Regions from separate parts of the Capsicum annuum genome. Here region 1 is linked to region 2. Evidence: chromatin contacts called from public Hi-C data. All regions are on one chromosome and are shown on one strand. The core of a region is the stretch at or near the end of the contact, and the rest is flanking DNA. Distances in the headings are between cores, read along the strand shown.

Evidence for each region. A called contact is a pair of places that touch in the nucleus more often than the background predicts.
Region 1: a contact with region 2 is called in a Hi-C map of pericarp, with 7 times the contacts expected there. The contact joins two enhancer-like sites. A contact is called at or near these places in 5 of 5 Hi-C or Micro-C datasets (bud, leaf, pericarp and 1 more).

What each region holds. Positions count from the first base shown.
Region 1 is chr11:15,254,145-15,260,058 of UCD10Xv1.1, reverse strand. No RefSeq gene overlaps it. Among protein-coding and RNA genes, the nearest start is that of LOC107847630, 15 kb to the left of the region's middle. Within about 2 kb of position 1,683, at least 2 of the 5 cell types and tissues checked have an H3K27ac peak or open chromatin away from gene starts, as enhancers often do. A contact at or near this core is called in pericarp, where this site is marked.
Region 2 is chr11:15,181,935-15,187,776 of UCD10Xv1.1, reverse strand. LOC107847909 (probable WRKY transcription factor 57) reads left to right here. Exons shown (of 4, transcript XM_016692509.2): 3 at 992-1,384; 4 at 5,508-5,842. The coding sequence ends at 1,376. Among protein-coding and RNA genes, the nearest start is that of LOC107847909, 7.4 kb to the left of the region's middle. Within about 2 kb of position 3,431, at least 4 of the 5 cell types and tissues checked have an H3K27ac peak or open chromatin away from gene starts, as enhancers often do. A contact at or near this core is called in pericarp, where this site is marked.

The sequences.
Region 1 (5,914 bases), core at 434-2,933, 74 kb before region 2:
TAACGTGATGGAAAACTCTAATTTGTAAAAAAAAATTATCGATCAAACCACTTTGTTCGAGAACTGATCAAACCATTGTTGTTACGATTTTTCTGCGATTTTCACAAATATAGTTCGAAATTCACAAACAAAATCATATTTGTTTATTGATACCTGTATTTGCAGCGTTGTCTTATCAAACTCATCTCAAAGCATTAGATGATGCACATAAATTTTGGAAGCAGTCGTTTTTTTTTTAAAAATTGATATGAGTTGCAGATTATGAAAAACGTTTTTGAATTTTGAATTATGTTGCTGTAAAATAATGATTGTGGTTAAAATAGTGTCATTAAAGGAAAAGATATCTGTAAAAGGTTAAGAAATCTGTCAAATTAAATGTTTCTTAAATTAAGGAACCGTTTTCCCCATATTAAACTGAAACAGATTGGAGTTAAATTAGGAACAAAATCTTTAGTTGTATATGTATTTAACTAGCAACAGTTTAATCAAATACAAAATACATATTGCTATGTTTTGTAATTTTGAAAGGGTTGCTATAAAACTTACAATTAAGGCTCTATAGTTGTCATTTCTGAAATTTTTCCTTCTTTTAATTCTTTAACTTGAAACTCTATGATAATTGTTGGGTTCGAAATTGAGAGGGCGTCATGCAGATGCTTTTAATTCTTAAATCATGAGACGATAAATCAGACGACAAAAAAAAACAATGCTAAAAATATATTATTAATATTGTTTGGTCAAACGACCTACATATCAAAAACTAATATTGAAAAAACATAAAACCTATTGGAGAAATCTCCCCCTAAACAAAGACTCTTTAATAACTACATTTTGGATGCTATTGTGTTATGGCATGAGAAGGGGGTCATTTATTTATAGAGTTCCAAAACCTTTCCTCTAAGAAAGAGGTTTGCCAAATATAGAAATTTTTTGTATTTTTCTTTCAGGAAAAAGTAAAAGTAATTATGGTAACTTTTATTTTCCTTCTAAAAAAAAGTAAAACTTAAATATAGTAAAGAAAATCAGGGCAAAAATCCTAACAATAATAGATATTTTTCAAACACAAACTCGAGAAATAACAACTGGGCTGCCAAACCCTACTATAATCATGAAGGGCAAACAATATAAATCCCGACAGTTTGGAGTTTAATTACAGAAAATTTTGATATTCACATAATTTCTGAAAATCCTGATTTAGAGTCTGTTGAGATATATTATTCTCCCGATACATCCAACGAAGATACATTTTTTTTCTTTGTAAAGAGCTATTTTTCAAAGAAAAATCCAAGAGATGACAACCGGCTGCCAAATCCAACTATAATAATAAAGGGCAAACAACATAAATCCCGACAGTTTGGAGCTTAATTATAAAAAAATCCTGTTTTTTGCATAATTACTGAAAATCTCTATTTTGAGTCTGTCCAGATACATAATTAGCTTCCGATATATTTTCTCTGATTTTGGGTCTGTTGAGATATATAATTAGGTCCCGATACATCCAATGAAGACACATAATTAGTTTGAATTTTTGTAGTTACTTTATAAGGGTGAAAATTTATGTAAATATGGTAAGTAAAATTACTATGTTTATGTTATTTTTCTAATAAACATTTTGATGGGCTCAAAAATGTCAATTGTGGCCCAGCTCCTGGCCCATTGGGCTCTGAGCTCAAAAGGGCCTTTTTTTCTAATTGAGAAGGTTAATTTTGTTGCTATGATCACATGTTTAAACATGAGGGTCATATAGGGGGGTGTTGATAGCAGTTATTTTATAAAATTTATATCATACGGAATTTTTTGTCACTTTAAAACCAAATTTAGACAAATCATCCCATCATCTCAGTTTCTCTTTGATATCGGTGCAGCTCAGTTAATTAAAAAAATAAAGAAGTGAATTAATTTTGATGCATTTTCAACTCCCACTAAACAAGATTAAAAGTGAATTAATCATCGAAAATTTTCACTTTTTGATGTGAAATTCTGTACCATAAAAGATATTAAAAAGCCAAAAAGGGGATTATGGTTGTTGGCACTAGAAAAGATAAGGCTTGCTTTATAGCTTTAATTAAACACCCTAAATATAAACCTGTATAGTAAAAAGTTTTTAAACCCCACCTAATTTTTATATAATTGTACAAAAAGGAACTCCAACTTGCAACATTGCAATGCATTTAATTTTTACACTATTAACATAATTTAATTATATATATGACATGCTACTTGGTGTTCTTTTGAGTTAGTGAACGAAATCTGCCACTTTGATGTAAAAATTATTTACACTGACGTTAGAACAATATTTACAACTAATTTGTTGATTATGTAAAAATTATTTATAGTGACGTAGTTTGTTCCAATATATGCGTGGCTGTTAGAATAAAATTTGCCACTAATATGTTATGATGTAAAAATTATTTTCCGGACACTGCGCATAGCGATAGTTTTAATACACTAAACTGCCCTTTATAGAGTATAACTAATTAAAACTCTTTATGAATTTACTCCCTTTCTCTTCACTCAACCCATTCATTACTTTTCATTGTCAAAACCAAAAACTTGTCCAAGAAAATGACTAGCAAGTTGCAAAATCTAGTTTATATAGGCAGTCATTTTCAAGATTTAATTTTGACTAAGACCTTCGGTGAGGTTCAATTAAAGGGTCATTCATCACAATTTCAGCCATAACTTTTTTTTTTTTGGTCTCTCATCCGGTATTCGATATTTATATTGGAGCCCAATTAATTCGGATAGCGCACTGCATGGCCTATTCTGGAGTAGCACTCCCAACAAGATTTTGTCCATACCCACTATTCGAACCCAAAATCTCTGATTAAGAATGGAATAATCCCATCACTACACCACAATCCATGTTGGTTCAGCCATAACATTAGTTGACCCAAGAAAAGGACTTAAATATAGAACCAATTAATGACTATCTAGTTGAAGAAGAAAAAAGTGAAAAAGATTGTATACATTATAATCCAACCAAACACAAGCAAACAAATGACAATGGCAAGTCAACTATAGTAAAAGGATCAAGCAAAATATTTTTTTTCATAATGAGATTTTGTTTTTGTTGATGAGTACTTGATGTTGTCATGGTCTTGATGAAGACCCTCTTTTAGCAACTTGTGTCATGTAATATATATGTAGACATAATAATAGCAATAATAATAAATTCCGTATAAATTTATAAGTGGTATTTGAAAACAATATAGTATACGTATAGACTTGAACTCCTACTTTTACAAAATAAAGATGTTGTTTTTGATAAAATACTCCACTTAAAAAAATATATATATATATACTTTTACAGTGGTCATCCATCTAAAATACTCTTATTTTCTAGATTGTTCCCACTATTGACTTGAATAATGGATGACAATCATAATTTAGGGTGTGTTCGAAGATAGTTTTCACCAAAAATATGAATTTCTTACTTAAAATTAGAAATAGTCAAATAATAAGAATGATCAAATTATAGAAATAATTAATCACGTGATCGAAAAATGAAAAATCTTCGAATATCAACACAGTTCAAAAATCGATATATCATTTTGTTATATTTCTTCAACTTCATACTATTCTTTTTGTCTGTGATTAAATTCTAACACATAACATACGTCTAATTCATAAATCACAAATTAACTCTTATCGTTGGATGAAATTGATTACTTTGATAAGCAAAGCAAAGAGAGTGACAACAGGAAATTAATGGAATAGTACTAAGTTTTATGATATATTTTTATTAATCTTTTTCTATTTTTTGGGGGGTGGAGGGGTGGGGGTGGTTTAAACCAGACATACATTAAAATAAAATTATTCACAAGTTACTCCTGGTTGTAGTTAGTCAGGATTCAAAACAGAAGTGTTGGGATGTCTCCCATCAAGAAATTTATTACAAAGCTTAATTTTTATTTTTTTTTTAAAATAAGTTTATGTTATATCTGTCCAAACTGATGCATAGACACACACTGATGAAACTACAAAAAAAGATTGTCTCTAGCATGTCTGATGACTGCACCCTAGACTTAGCCAAGGCATTGAATCAATGTTAATTTCCACTGTTCAAAACTTTTAGCTCTTCATTGAGAGCTAATAGCTCTATGTGGTTATTGTTAGTCAAAGGCAAGTGAGCCCTTGGCAAACCCCATCAACGAACCACCACTTCTATTCCTGATAACCCCTTCAACCCCACCCTGGTCAGGATTACCTAGGCAAGAACCATCAGTGTTGAGTTTATATTAAGCAGTTCCTTAATGGGATTTGATCACTTGATATTGATGGGGGGTTTGTAAGTGATCAAGTGATTGTATTTCATAGCCTTAGCATAGATTTGGTCAAATTTGCAAGTAGGGTTTGAGAGAATAGAATGCATGCATATTTTATCGATGTTTTCTGTAAGATAGAAAAACAATATCGGTTGGACATTGAATATATCGATAGATTGTCCTTACGTGACCTACAAGGAAACTTGATTAGGTTAATGAGGACGTAAAAGAAGCTCGTTAATTATCAAACCATTTAACGTATTCATATAATCTATAAGCAATGTGTGCATGTGCTTGTTGTTAAAACTCCAAATGAATAACTAAATAAATAAAAGTACAATGATTGAATAATTGTTATAACACTCGTTCGCTCATTTCTTCTTTCATATTACTTATCTATTTCACTTTTTAATTTCAATTTAGTACATATAAAATTAGCTATTTCATTTAATCATGGTTGATTGATTCATATATTAACAAGCAAGTTTCTATGTGTTTATCATTTTAATCGAGAAATCCTCGAGGGCAAATGACACAACTTGATTGATAATGGATCCGGACTTCTACTTTTCTCCACTCAAATATCATGTTTTTGTTTACTGTAGAGGTAGAGTTCCATGTTACGTTGACGTGTGTCTAATTCACACATCACGCGTTGCGCTCTTATCACTTTACCAAATTACTAAGAGATTCTGTTGTGTCTTAATATTGTACGAATTTTATAAATTTATGGATCTTTTAACAGATTTTGAATAATTTTGACCATTAATTTCATTGAACCGCCTCGATATCTGTTGAAGAATTTTATTCAAAATAAAGGTAAGTGGTCATGTTAACAAGTAATGGCAAATCACAGTCTATAGCGAATTCGAGTTTGTAATTAGTATCTATAACCCTTTAAATTATACCTTTTTTTAAATCTTTAATCCTTTAAATTATACTGGTAGTGTAAACAGATTCAAATTATTGATTTGTAAAATTAAATGTTTTACATCTTATACTTAAGTTTAACTATCTTTAGGGGGAATATTATTAGTTCTAATGTTTGATTATCATGAATTTTGGGCTCCTAAACCCAACTTTAACAAACATTTATGCTGGGCTCAACAATGTCAAAATTTTGGGCTTCTTTCTCCAATATTGTTACTCCTAAATAATATCTTTTCAAATGTGTCACTATCTTATATTTATTTGAATTTCTTGATGACATGATCTCTTATGTCTAGCTACAAATAGAATTGAATACAACAATCTTACATAGATATTTATTATTTTATTTATTAATTTATTGTGTTATTTTTTTTTTTATCGATCTCCTACGAAAATGTCTATGTAACTAAAAGAATATTAGTAATTGATCATAAAATCGATCTTCCTTGAATTTTTTCTTCAATGTATAATAGTACTTTCTAAGATGGAACTATTCAATTTTTTTACCTATATTCGAAAATGATCAAGTCCCACCAAGCGAAAATCATTCATCTGGCGAACGAAGTAGGTCATTCTCTATTTGATTTTGATCGAACACATTTTTTCAGTGACCGAATTCCCTTATGCGAATTTAAAGCGAAGATCATTCATCAGGCGAATAAAGTAGGTCATTCTATATTTGATTTTGGCCGAACTCATTTTCTCGATGGCCGAAC
Region 2 (5,842 bases), core at 2,182-4,681:
GGTTATTATGAATTTTATGGGATATTTGTTGTCTTTCATCAATACAAGTACTATGATTCTGTGAAATTATTTGAAATTTAAATCAAATATGTCATGATTCTTGATTCACTTCAATTACTAAGTCGCACCTTGAGTTTCTGGAGGAATGAGTTAGTTAGTTATGATGGATTGGGCCGGAGTCAAGTGAGAGAAAGGGGGTCTATTTGAACCCCGTTCGACAGAAAATTATATTATCTATACAAAAATAAATTAACTTTTTATGTATATACAATACATGTTGAATCTCCTGAATTTCTTCGTGTTTCATATTTTGAACCACCTTAGTGAAAAATTCTGGCTCCACCACATCTCATTTTTCTAGCTTGATTAGTGAGGTATATTTTTTAAAAAAAAATTATTATCATGAAAGTGAGGTAAAATAAACTAAACTACAAGAAAACAACTTCAAAAACACCAAAATGCACATGTTCTATAATTATTGGCTTTAGTTAGTGGTAAATGTATGTACCGGTGGGGGTGCTGCGCCCAAACCCATCATCAAGGTTATGTATAGCTTTCATCTATGTTGCTCGGATTCTTTGAAAATGTCATTTGGTGCGTGCCAAATTCTTCAAAAATAGTGCATTTTCAAAGAATTCGACACGGATGCAACAACATTTTTAAAGAGTTCGAACAACTTAGGCCTGCATGATGGATTAACTGAAAAAAAGAAAAATGCATCTTTGCAACATACTAGAAGAAATCTTTTGGTTAGCTAACTTTGTTTATAGTTTGGAAAGGAACTTGTACTAATTCCTTTCTATTTAGATTCCTTATGGTGATGGCTTAGCTTTAAAAAAAGTTTTTCAAGAACATGTTTTCCAAATATCAATAAAAGTATATATATTCTAGTTCATATTGCATATTATATTACTGTCAGGTCATGATGTCAGAATTTTGACTTTATAAATTATGAAATAATTACATATGATGAATGTCTATGACTTGGCAGGAGTTACTATCGTTGTACAAATACAAAGTGCACAGTAAAGAAGAGAGTGGAACGATCCTCTGAAGATTCCTCAATTGTAATCACGACATATGAAGGACAGCATTGTCATCATACAGTTGGATTTCCTAGAGGTGGACTTATCAATCATGAAGCTGCATTTACATCTCAATTATCACCTTTACCCTCACAATACTATCATCCCTCCGGTGTTCAGTACCCGCATGAATTAGTTCCTATGACTGCGGCTGCACCAGTAGAATCGCGTACAATGCCAGGTGAAACTGGATCATCAGAAGCTCGTAGATTGCCAGAAACAAGTCAACCTGCTGCAACTGATGAGGGATTGCTTGGAGATATTGTACCTCCTGGGATGCGAAGCAAATAATATTAAGGGTAATCCCTTTCCTATAATTCGTCAACTTGTTACTATCTTGACATGCTGCATTGATTCATCATTTTAAAAAATTTCATCAACGACATATATATTATGTGATCATTACATGTGTCTTTGCGCACACGTGTAACCCTTTTTCTTTTATTTCACACCCAGCGATCAGAAACAATCTATCTACCTAGGAGTTAGGTCTGCGTACACTCTACCTCTAGACGACACATGATATGCTGTTATTGTTCACACTCGATGTCTAGTATTCGGTTTTCACCGCAAAAAACTTATCAAAGGAGAGAAGTCATGTTCTCATCAAATGTTTTTCATTTTCGAAGTTCGAACTTAGAAGGAATCCTAACCAGCCATATTATCATTTATATATAGTATAAGTGAGTTATCATAAGATGCAATTGTTACTACAAGTTTGACAAAGCCCACAAACATAAGAATTTCAAGGACCCTATTGTTAAATTATTTGACCTTTTTAAAAGTTTAAACTTTAAAAGAACATTAGTATTAATTATTTTTTAATGAATCAAAAATGCATGCAAAGTTTTTTTTTTTTTTTTTTTTTTTGCTTCTGAACAGCTTTTAAAAAGTTAAAGAACTCTTGTTTGTTCAGATACCTTGTTTACTTGTATAGTTAGTCTCACCTAATTACTTAAACTCTCACATGAGGGTAATCATACAGTTCAACACATTTATTTTTTTCTCATAACCTAGTGTCCGGATCAGTTTTCACACACCTCAACTAAAGTTACGGGATACCTACCATCTCCCACGGGATACAATTCAATACATATTAATAACTAGTTACTGAAGGTTTCAAGAAGTTTATTAAGTTAATGTACATAAACCAGTCCACTATAGACAGTCAAGACACTATCTTCTAATGATTTGTTCTTGTGATCATGGGCATCTAAAGTTTAGGATCAATAGGTATGAAGTTCTAAACTACGCTCTCAGTTCACACAATATATAATGTGTATATTCATTTGAAGCCCATCATTGGTAAAAAATGAATTTTCAACTTAACTCAACAACAAAAGTTACAAAAGTTAGTTTTTGATGAGAGTATTAATTGTCCAAAATCATATAACGAGACCAAGGATCCCTTGTGCCGCTGATATGAGACTCCAAAAGTTATCCACTTGTTTATGTGTATATTTGAATCCCGACCACCTCGCCCATCAACAAATAGGTAACTTTGTCCATTAAGGCAAGGACAGATGGAAATAATCCCCTAGTATTTTTTTTTGTCTCTATTAAAATTTGATCCAAGACCTCAGATACTCAACCCACTTCACTAACCCACGCCACGCCCTTGGATGCAATAAATTTCATCTTTCCAAAGATATGTTTGTAAATATTGAGGAGGATGAATATAAATTCAGATCAATATAATAAGTTAGTTGATCTATATAATCTTTAAACATTTGATTAAACCTAAGTGGTGAAAATAATAATAGGAGTTGTCAATTATTTTATGTGCGGTCAAATCGAACAAGATCCCTAGTGATGGAAATCTAAAGTTGATAAAGTTAAAACATATTAAAAGTCTCTTTCCCATAGATTGCTTTCCCACCGCAACCTTTTTCTGTGGGTGTTGCTTTGTCTCTTTAAAAGTTATACTACCACCTTCCAATACAATAGTATAATCTTATGCATTGAATTGGTCCCCACTTGAATGGGAGTATTTTGGAGTAATATGTGAAGTTGTTGTCATCACTGTTTTCAGTCGTGAAAATAACCTCATGCAAGGTTAGACTCTGTATAATAGATTTTTCTGGTTATGTTATTTTTTGGACTCGGTGCATAACAAGAGTTTTAGTGCACCGGACTACCCTTTTTATTGTTTGGTCCCCACTAGAAGGAAGTATTGGAGTAACCTGTAGTAAAGTTGTTGTCACGTCTCATGGAAAGAGAGTCTCTTGCAAAAATGTGAGGTAAGACTATTTATAATTAACCTTTGTGGTCACGCTCATCTCAGGATTATGCGTATAGAAAGAGCTTTAGTAGACTGGGATGCGCTTTTTATTATTTGGTCCCCACTGGTTTTCGGCAACACTATGGTCTTGATGCATGAACTTGATGATTGATGCTTTTGATCCTCCCGGCAACAATATAGTTCTTATGACTATTTAGAAAGGCTTGTTACAATTGAATTACTTGATTACAATGTGACTGAAAGTAACCTTGTGATAAATTTTGGGATCTATGATATGATACAATGAATAAACTAGTAGATAAGAGGGGACCTATAGCTAGTAAGTTAGCAATGTCCAAAAGATTGACATACATCAAAGATTTAAGAGGGGACCCGATAGCTAGCTAAGTTAGCAATGTCCAAAAGAATGACATATATCAAAGACTAAGAGGGGGTCCCTTTAAAAAGAATGATATTTCAAAGTTATTTAATTTCTTCCTTCTTAATTGGTTTGTCTTATTTTTCTACCTTCCTTTCTTGGCTTCAACTTTTCATATGTCATTTTAGGAATACAAGATTAAAAAATATTTTTTTAGTATTTTCTACATACTTTTAATTTAAGACAACAAGATTCAGAAGTCTTATTTCCTTTCTAATTTCATGTCAAGTCAAAAACAAACAAATAAATTGAAACAGAGGAAGTAACTAACATTTTACTAGTTTTTTGGCACCTAAAGGTGTAGTCTATTAGTTAATGAAATGAGCTTAGAATCACGAGACATCAAGTTCAAATCTTGATATATAGGCAACAATATTACGTCATTTCTTCACGTATATTCAAACATTTGTATACAGAGTTTTCCGATACCTATACTGATAGAAGATTACAGGCCCCGCGTGAAATTAGTCAAGATCATCTACGAGCTGATACTAATATAACAATTATTTTTATAAAGCAAAAAAAAAAAAAAAAGAGTAGCTTCGTATCTAATTTCTCCTTTAATGACATTTTCTTGTAACTAGAAAAATCATGGCACAAAAGACTTTAGCATCTTTCCTTAGTGGAGTTATTTGACAAGAATAGAATTTGTGATTGTTATTGTACATTAATTTAGCTATAGGTTTTGTGCTGATGGAAGATAGCATATACCGTATAAAATTACTTAACATGTCTATAAATTGATACGAATAACAAAATTACTAAAAAAAAACTATGTACTTGATTAAATACCACCATATAAAATGAAACGAAGGAAGCATATTTAGTTGGTGTGGTTGGACAAGAACCAAATATTGTGATTGTCATATGGTATATTAATATGGCCATTGGCTCTATAAGAATCAAGAGACCAATGAAGGTGGCAATGGAACACCTTAGCTAGCAAATAGCTAGCTAGCATGCCAAAATTAAAGGCAAAATGTAATGTTGCTTTTATTTTATTGATGTTATACATTTCATGCAAAGCATGCATAAGCAATAGAATATGTCACGCTTGTCGGTGTAAATGGACGCATATTTTGTACATGAATGGTCCTACATGATCATGCTTGGAATTGTTTATGAGATATTATGCATATAATATATTCTTTGTGATTATTTTGTACGTATAACATGTGATCATACAGTTACCATATGCTTCATATATTCTCATTTTTGTTTGTTCACTTTGTTTTTATGTTGTTTGAGCTTTTTAAAAATATTACGAGATGTATGTTAGATCTTTCAAAATTAGTGCAGTTTTAGAAAGAGCCAGCATGAGTAGAATAACATTTATGGAGAGTTCGAAAGGCGAAGATTAGTTTAATATCATTGAATGTGAAAGGGTCCTAGCACTACAACAATAAAGGCTCTTAGCGACAATAAATATACACTTTAACAAAGAGTGTTAAGGTTTTTATATGCATTAGTTAATTATCATTGAATTCAATGTCGCTGTGGGCTTTAGGAGCATTTACAAAGAGTAATAAAATGTAATTATCACTAATAATATTCCCTCTAAAAAATGATTTAGCGGCAATTAAGTTACTGATACTGATGTAGTGTAGACAAATGTATGGTCTTTCTTCAACATGATTCAGGATTTATTATTTGATAGATCGATTCAACCTTTATTTACTGAAAACATTGTATATTTTAAAATTGTGGGTTTAATTCGAATCTAATATATTTCTCATTTTGATGGTTTTTACACATTTTCCAGGTGTATATATATAATATACATATAGCATGGATGCTATTCTTGAATTTAGCTGGCATCAGTCCTCTATTATGAAGTTTTAGCTATAGCTTTGAATTTGTATTTTTGCTGATTATGATAATAGGAAACATGACTTAATTGGAAAAACTTTGGATATATGTAGTAGATCTAGATATTCAAGACTAGCTATAATTGTAAAGTTTCTCCCATATTGGCAATATGGGGTTGTTGTGTATAGTGGTGAGATTACTTCACCCTTAATTAAAGGTCTTGGGGTTGGAGAAAATTCCGTTGGTTGCATCACGCCAGAATGGACCTGAAAATCCTGTTGGGAACAT